2 separate regions of the Anas platyrhynchos genome follow, and region 1 is linked to region 2. Evidence: chromatin contacts called from public Hi-C data. All regions are on one chromosome and are shown on one strand. Each heading gives the region's core, a stretch centred on a gene start, on an enhancer-like site or on the middle of the called end of the contact. The rest is flanking DNA. Distances are from core to core; before and after follow the strand shown. Region 1 has its middle 28 kb from the start of TMEM275. Region 2 holds the start of NSUN4 (NOP2/Sun RNA methyltransferase 4).

What was found. Hi-C and Micro-C count contacts between places; a contact is called where the count stands out from the background.
Region 1: a contact with region 2 is called in a Hi-C map of F1 follicle, with 2.2 times the contacts expected there. The contact joins the enhancer-like site here to the promoter of NSUN4 in region 2. A contact is called at or near these places in 2 of 8 Hi-C or Micro-C datasets (F1 follicle and subcutaneous adipose tissue).

What each region holds. Positions count from the first base shown.
Region 1 is chr8:30,539,871-30,544,117 of IASCAAS_PekinDuck_T2T, reverse strand. No RefSeq gene overlaps it. Among named protein-coding and RNA genes, the nearest start is that of TMEM275, 28 kb to the left of the region's middle. Within about 2 kb of position 1,682, at least 1 of the 8 cell types and tissues checked has an H3K27ac peak or open chromatin away from gene starts, as enhancers often do. A contact at or near this core is called in F1 follicle, where this site is marked.
Region 2 is chr8:30,359,687-30,363,657 of IASCAAS_PekinDuck_T2T, reverse strand. NSUN4 (NOP2/Sun RNA methyltransferase 4) reads right to left here and starts at 1,530. Exons shown (of 6, transcript XM_027463273.3): 1 at 1,395-1,530; 2 at 713-1,119; 3 at 259-413; 4 at 1-94. The coding sequence starts at 1,496. It overlaps UQCRH (ubiquinol-cytochrome c reductase hinge protein), which reads right to left and starts at 3,963. Exons shown (of 6, transcript XM_005027362.6): 1 at 3,784-3,963; 2 at 3,674-3,697; 3 at 3,432-3,593; 4 at 2,981-3,010; 5 at 2,789-2,978; 6 at 2,736-2,786. The coding sequence starts at 3,948. The coding sequence ends at 2,761.

The DNA of each region.
Region 1 (4,247 bases), core at 433-2,932, 180 kb before region 2:
TGCAGAATGATGGGACCCCAAATTACCATCTATTTATTACCATCTATTTATTGCCTCTAAACAGCAAGGCTTCTTCTAAAATACCTGAGCTGAGCAACCTTGCTTCCACTGGTAAACACTCCAGTTTAGTAGTTATATGTAGAAGTTATCTTTGTTATTGGTTTATTGTCAAAATGCTTAGCTGCAGAGGAAAAGTCTCAGCAGACTTTAGGCAGACCAGGCCAGGGTACTGCTATTTGCCAGCTGTAAGGGCATTCACTGACCTGAACCGTGGTCCTGAAGTCTTTAGATTAGTGAGACTTCTGGGGGCTCAGTGCCTTCGGGAACATCAGCCTTGTGTTAAACAGCACCTGCAGGGAGCAGAGCAAATGCAGTTGTTTCTGCACTCCTCAGGCTCCGGCTTTGCCTCCCTCATTCACCAGGTGCAAGCCCCTGCCATGTAGTGCCCAAACATGCACGGCAAATACACGCTCTACACTTGTGCACACTGCAGCTCTAATGCCTGTTTTTTAACCCCCTAATTCTCTCCAAGGTTCCTATTAAAGCAACAGGGATGCTTAATGTGGGGTTTGATACTTCTTTAAGGGGTCGAGATATCTGAAATGAGCACCCTTCCCTGGGAAACCAGCACTTTGGGCTCATTGCTGTTTCTTCCCCCTCTGCTGAGAATGAATGGTGTTTTATTTATAGGCAAGACACAAAGCTGAAGGCCCAGGATAAGAAGCTGCCAGCACCAGAGACAGAAATAATATCTGTGATTGACCTAAATGTTCAAGGCAACCGCTGACAGCCCAAACACAGCACAAGAGCGGAGCCTTTGACAAATAAATGGAAAGAAATTTATACCCAAGGCTGTAAGAGCAGACCTTGGGGAAAAAAAATAAATAAATAACCCTCAGCCTTTCAGCAGCAATCAGTGAAGGTGCACAACCAAATTGCGTCCTGCTGTTATGCCAACCTCCCTGAGCAGGGGGAGAGCCTCCAGAATAAAGGCCGTGCCTTGACAATTTGCAAACACAGGGGGAGAGCCCAAGCTGGCATTTTTGTTCTTGAATTTTGCATGGGCCAGCACCTGCTCTGAAATATCCTGTGTCATAGCAACAGGAGGCTAATAAAAGAAGAAAAACACCCGTGCACCAAGCGAGAGGTTTGCAAAGGGTCTGTGGTTTGGGTGATGGCTGGCTGATGCAGATCCCAAGCTTTGGTTCCTGTGGGTGAGGGGTGGCCTTAATAGCAGGACGCATGTGGGGAACGTTCCTCAAAATCCTCATGCAGCAGCCAGACGCTGCTGGAGGAAACTTTCTGGAGGCAAACCAGTCAACAGCAATGCCGATCTGGGGACATCTGGGGCTTTCTAGGCTCACAGACCAGCCCTGGAGCTCATTCATTGCCCATCATCCTCCCTTGGCCCTTGAATCCTTCCCCACTCTTGACTAAAAGCAGGAGCCTCCGCCGAAAATCCCTATCCAGGATGCAAAATGTCACAGAAAAAGAGCAGAGATGCTGGAAAGCAGCTGGGGAGCTTTGCTGCGCAGTGAGATGTGATGGCTAAGGTCGTGGAAAGGACCCTGGGCTCAACAGGGACCCCCAGAGATAAATTCAGCCCTGGCTCAGAGCTGGTGGGGCAACCCAGGGCTTGTAAGAAACACCTCTCCTTGCAGAGCACAAGGAAATGGGGCAGTGCTCGTTTTCTGCACTACCAGATGAGGCTGGTAGGTGTCACCAGCAATTAATACAACTGCAAAGAGAAGGAGATGCACGTTCATTTTTCTGCACCAAGAACTCACAGATGGGTTGGGCTGTGTATTTTTGGCACTGCACAATGCTGGGGGGAAATAGATGTTGCACAAGCCAGTTTAGGCTCGTGGTGTAGAGATGCTTGCCTTATCTTCAGTTCCATAGCAAAATTGTTGTCCACAGCTTGAATTTGGCTGCTGCTGTCAGTCCAGTTAAAGGACAAGATGGGGGAAAAGGTGGCAATTGGCTTGGGCTGGCTGAAGGCACCTGTGAGACCACAGCCTTCCCTTCAGGCAGGAGCATCCTCCTCCTCAGCACCCTGCTGCAAACCGAGGGGACAACGCAGCACAGGGCTGTGCAGAGGCTTTGGTGCTGAGCATCCTCGTCATGGGCAGCCAGTGAGGATTCCTGTCTCCCTCCTCATCTGTATGATCTTTTATTTTTCTTTTCTTTTTTTTCTTTTTTATTTTCTCCCCATGACATCTCACAGGTTTGGACTTCTGGAACCTGTGCTCTGAGCCACGGTTATTGCACACAATTTCTCCCCTCAACCGCTCTGGCAAGTAATAGAATTATCCTCCCTCCCTCGCTCATCGGCAAGCTTTAATTCAGTGATAAATCTTTGCTCCATGGAAGGAGAAGGGCAAGAAAGGGGGAAGGAACCAGATAGCCACAAACAGGGAGCTGATAAATGCTAATGAATTTACCGGGATTACACCAATCCCTTAGCAGAAGCCAGAAAGCAACAGAAACCCTTGCAATCACTCTGCATCTCACTGTAATAAATAATTCAGAAGACAGGAAATCTGCCTTTTGCTGCAATTAATTACATTTGGCCACAACAACACAAACCAAGGTAAACATTTTGCTTGGCTGCAGGTGGAGGAATGTGCTGTGACCCAAATCCAGCTGGAAACCTGGCGAGCACTTTTCCAGGGCTGGGCTGAGCCTCAGGAGATGCGGCGAGTCCTACCACGGTTGCATTTTACAACACCCCCAGACCCAGCCAACACATTATATATATATATATATATATATATATACACACACACATATATATATACATATATATATATACACATATATATATACATATATTTTATATATATATTTTAATACATATTTTTTTTCTTTTCCCAAGACAGTGCAGCAAAAAAAGGGCTGAAAGGGCTGCTGGTTTTCGCCTGCCTCTTGCAGAGATTTAGGCAGCAGAGGGAGCTCGCTGCCCTGATATGAACAATTTCTCACCAATATTGCTTGTCCTCTGAGCAGGTACAGACTGCGGGATGAAAGACTGCAAAGCCATCCATCTGTGGGTCAGGTCCGTAAAATCTGCTGGATATTCTGTTTGGGTAGATCCCACCCGTCCCCATGGTAAATGGCTATTTCTTGTGATGTGGTTCTGCTGTCTACAAATGTAATGAGCCTGAGAGTTGCTGCCCCAGAGCATCATCCAGGGCTGGACCCCAAAGAGGTTGGCTGCCCAAATACCTGGCCAGAGGAATTTTGAAGGGAGCTGCTCTCCAGAGAGATTTGCAAAGGACAAGAACAACCTGGACTTTTTTATTTTATTTTATTTTATTTTATTTTATTTTATTTTATTTTATTTTATTTTATTTTATTTATTATTTTATTTTTATATCTGGTAATCATAAAAAAGCTTCAGGTTGAAAGGAAAGCTAATGAGTCATTTTAGCTTTCAGTATTTTGAAAGGCTTTCCTAATATAACTTTTTTTTTTCTTTTTTCTTTTTTCACACTGATACTTTGATATTAACTTCAGGATGCAAGAAGCATAAGAAAGCAGTTTTCCTTTTTTATTTTATTTTATTTTTTATATATATATATTTAATCCTTTTTTCTCTTTAACTCATCTACATTGGATGAGTTAAAACCGACCTCAATTCATACTCTTTTCAGTATTGCTGAGTGCACATTTGTGTTTCCCCCATCCCTACCAGCACAAAGCCACCAGGATTTCAAGGCAAAGTGCTCCTGACAGCTGCACTTCTCCAAACTAACACGATTTCTGAGCAGTCCCTGGACAACGCAGTAGATGGCACTCCAGATATGATATTCCGGGCCTAAAACTCCACTCCTGAAGTTAAACTAAAATTAAAAACCTGGAAAAGTTCAGGAAAGCTTTAAGCCTCTTAATTTAAATACAGATGCTGAATGTCTGGGAGAAATTCCTGACACTTGAAGCTGCTTTTCCCACCTTGTTCAATACGAAAGGTCTCTTCCCCGAGTTATCAGCACAGTTTGACTGTGGGATCCCTGAAGTAGCAGGTAGCTGAACACGGAGAGATTTGGGGAAAGCTGGGGAGAAAAGGGCATGGCTGATTTTATTATCATTAATAAAAACTAATCCTTCTCTCAAAAAACTTCTCACCCAGCAAGGACCCAGCATAAAGCTCGGTGGAAAAATGGCATTGGATGCGGGTGCTTTTCTGTGTCAGGGCTGGTGTTTCCAGCTGTGGCTTGGTTTCGGGGGAAGAAGTACCATGTCCC
Region 2 (3,971 bases), core at 281-2,780:
ACGGCTTCCCTGACATTTTTGGGAACGTAGCTACTGAGAATCTGGTACAATCTCTTTGTGCGGGAAATGGAGACGTCGTTGGCTGCCAGATGCCCTGGGGCGAGAGGAGAAAACAGCATGCTGAGAAATTCACTCTGGAAAAAAACACACACAATTCCCAACTCTTATAACCACAAAAGATTAACATGCAGACAGGCAGCGCCACGTACCGCAGCACGCTTTCCCATCCCAGTTTTACTCAACAGCCCCTTCGCTTACCACAAGCCCCAGTCTGCAGCAGAGCCAGAGTCTTGCCACCTGGAGCTGCACAGAGATCAAGGACGAAGTCATCTGGCTGCACGTTGAGGGCCAAAACGGGCAGGAGGGATGCTGCGTCCATCAGATAGTAGCTGAGGAGCCCCAGAGAGTCTGGCCTGGAAACCACCATTACAGAAAAGCAAGCGTGTGAGGGAACAAAACAACTGGAGGTTAAGAGGGGCACGTAGAAAAGAAGCTGGTGCTAACACCCCGACAGTGGCAATGGCAACTCTGGTTTGTCCTAGGAACGGTCAATGAAATATTATTAAAGGCCTAGCTGGGGATAGTCTGGCACCTCTCAAAGCCAACTAGAACTGTTTTTTTTTTTTCAAAAATGCAACTTCTTTAGCTAGTTGTATCTCATGTGCTACATCTGGTTGATATCAGTGCAAAGAAAACAGGAAAACCACCTCACCAAGCAGGACGAAAGCGCGTGATGTCCCCCCTGGGGAAGGTGTAGCACTTGATGTTGGAGCCGATGGGGGCAGGCGGTGGCGATGTCCCTGCCGGTGTCACCGTCCTGCCTCCACCATGCCCCTCCGGGGACACGCTCTCCCCCTTCTCCGCTCCCACTTCTGAGCCCTGCAGCAAACTCTGCGCCTTCCTGGCAGCTTCGGAAACGAAATCGGTGGCGTTGTGCAGCTCCAGCTCCTGGGCGACGTGTTCGGCAGAGGCGAAGCTGTTGAGCAGGGCACCATACTTCTGCTCGCACAGCAGCGCGGCGCGCACGGCCGGCCAGCGCTCGCCCAGCTGCAGGCCGTAGCTGGTGTCGAAGTGGTGCAGCGCCAGCCGCGTGGCGGGGATGCGGGGCGCCGTGGCAGCCTGGGGAAGAAAATTTTGGGGTGTGTGTGAAGAGACAAAATCTCCAAGAGACAAAATCCCCAACATCACGGTGACCTCCAGCCACTGCGCTTCACTCGGTGGTCTCTCCGCCGCCATGCAAGGAGGGGATGGGCTGCAGGGAAGAGGGCGAGCATGCAGAAGGGTGGGGAGGAAGGAAGATAAAGGGGTGCAGCAGGGATAAAAGGGGGTGCGGGAGGGCTGAGGGGGGGGGAAAGCCAAACTACACGGTGCCCGGGGAGCGGCGGCGCCCTCACCCACTTCTCCTTGTGGCGGTGCCGCCGGGGCGCCGCGCCCAGCCCCGGGGCCCCCAAACCCCATCGCAGCAGCGGCAGTAGCGGCCGCCCCCCCACAGCCATGGCCCCGAGACCCCCCCCACAACCCACGGGCACCTTCCGGGGCGGGCCCGGTACCGGCAGCGGGCGGGCGGAGCCCCGGGAGGCGGCCGCAGCCGCACGGGGGCGGCAATGGGATGGGGGAGCCCCCCCCGCAGCCGGGGGACGGCCACATGTTAGCAAATCTTGCACCACTGGGAAAATGGAGAGGGAATAAAGTTGTGCTAGGGTTGGGGTGGTGCTGGGGTTAAGCTCTGTTTGGGTGCGTTAGGGGCTGAGCTCGGGATCCGTCAGAAAAGGGGTGATGCATTTTGGAGGTGATGTTGTGAGAGCTGCGGAAGCATTTGCTGCACAGCTAAACATTGCTGTTCTTTCCCTGCTCCTAAATATCCTACCCCGAAGGGAAACAGCGTGATTTTATGAGTTGGACTCAGTGATCTTTGCAGGTACCTTCCAGCTCAGGACATCCTGCAATTTATGAACGCGACCCCACTGCCCCTGGCTGGTGCTTACCGCTGATGCCACATCGCAGTGCAGCAGTGCCCAAGTCACCGATGCACCACTCAGGCATCATTCCCTGCTCCTGCACTCAATAATAGGGGGAACCACCACCCTGCCTGTCTGCAGCCCCATGATCAGTTGTACTGGGACAAGACACAGAGCTGACCACAGCAGAGGCTTCTCCAACCTCTGCTAGCAACCTCTGGGGGACACCTGCCAGATATCCCCAAAGTTTCTCATGAAACAGAAGTGGCTTCACCTCACAGCTTTCTAAGGGTAAGAATCGGGTATCAACTTTGGGATTAAATAGCACTAAAAAAAAAAAAAAATCACAAAAAAAGCTGTCTAAAAAAAAAAAGTAAAAAAAAAAAAAAAAAAAAAAAAAAAAAAAACAAGACTTCAAATTTTTAAGTAATTCTATTTAGCTGTTCAAGAATGTTACAAAAATGATGTTTCTTTCCTATAAAAAGTCAACCTTTCATGCTTTTCCTCTGGAAGGCAGCATTTTTGGAAAAACTGGTTTAGTCACAACTTACCAAGTAAACAACACCGGTCTTGTGGGGCTCAGAAATGTCTTTGTGGCTTCAACAAATTCTTACCGATCACAGCAGCCACCGGTCACTGAGGCTGCACAAGGACATTCCCACAAGTGAGGAAAAGTCTCCCCATGGACACACAGGTGGGCTCTGACCCCCACTCATTTTATCTTAACCCAGTACCAGTACAAGTGAGAACCAGAGACTAAGAAATAAACCAAGAGCATTTCCACAGGAACTTTGAATGTTTATTATGGAAAATTACAGAACATCAGCATGGGTTTTCTGTAGCTGCACATCTTCCATGAGAACAGATGCAGTGACATGCTGGCAATTGGTCACTGCCACAAAGCGGCTCTGCTTTTACTTCACATTGACAATAAACAGGCAGGAAGCAGTCTGTGAATCCATGAACCGACGAGAGCTTTCTGTCAGATTATGGAAGCAGATGGACAATCGCTCCAGTGTTCACTTCAGCTTGGTAAAGAGCTTGTGAGCAACCTGAAAGAGAAGACAAAGCACACAGTGACTGACGGTTCCTCTTCAAAAGGGCTGGAAGTCAGCAGGGTTTTACCGCCCATCTCTTGGTTTTCTGGGCCCTCTTGCAAGAAGTCATTCCAGAAAACTAGTGAGATTTCTTACAAAGCTGCACCTCAGATGAAAAGGGGTTAAATTAGGAAAGGCAAATACAACACTGAGATAGCAAAGTGCCACCTGCATGGCAAAAACATTGTTTGACATTGTTGTTTAGTAATCTACAGAATTTAAGCTGGATCTGCTATAGCAAGTAGAAGAAACATTTAATAAGAAAAAGCACCGACATTCACAGCTTTTTGGAGATTTTGGAGTGACTCGAGAGCTACCCAGCATCACACTTTCACGCTCAGGAGCCTGGCTGAGGGCCGGCCTGCTGTGCACTTACGCAGTGGTCCCTGGCGTGCAGGAAATCGAAGAGCTCCTCGGTGCACTGCTCCTCCGTCTGGGACCTGGAGGACACCCTGGCGTCGCACAGCTCCAGCCGCTCCCTCGCCTTGGCGCACTTCTCCGTCTGCTCGCAGTGCTCCCGCAGGGTGGTCAGGGGGTCCTGGGGGGGGACACACAGGGACTGTGCTGAGCACGGGGAGCCCCGCACCGAGCCCCTCACGGCCCTCAGCCCCGACTTACCACCAGCTCCTCCTCCTCCTCCTCCTGCGGGCAGAGCACAGCACAGCCGTTAGCGACACAAACAGGCACCGAGACGTTTTTTGCCCCATCCCCATCCCGTCCCCGCTCACCTCAGGCTCCCCTCCGCGCCCGGCACCTCCGTGCAGCCCCATGGCGGCCCCAAAGGACTCCCCACGGTCACCGCCGCCCGCCCCGGCAGCGGAAACGTCCCTGCAGCGCCCTGCGTCCTCCCCGCCCCTTCTCAGCGCTTCCCCTCCCAAGATGGCAGCCGCCATATCCCCTCTTCACAACATGCCCC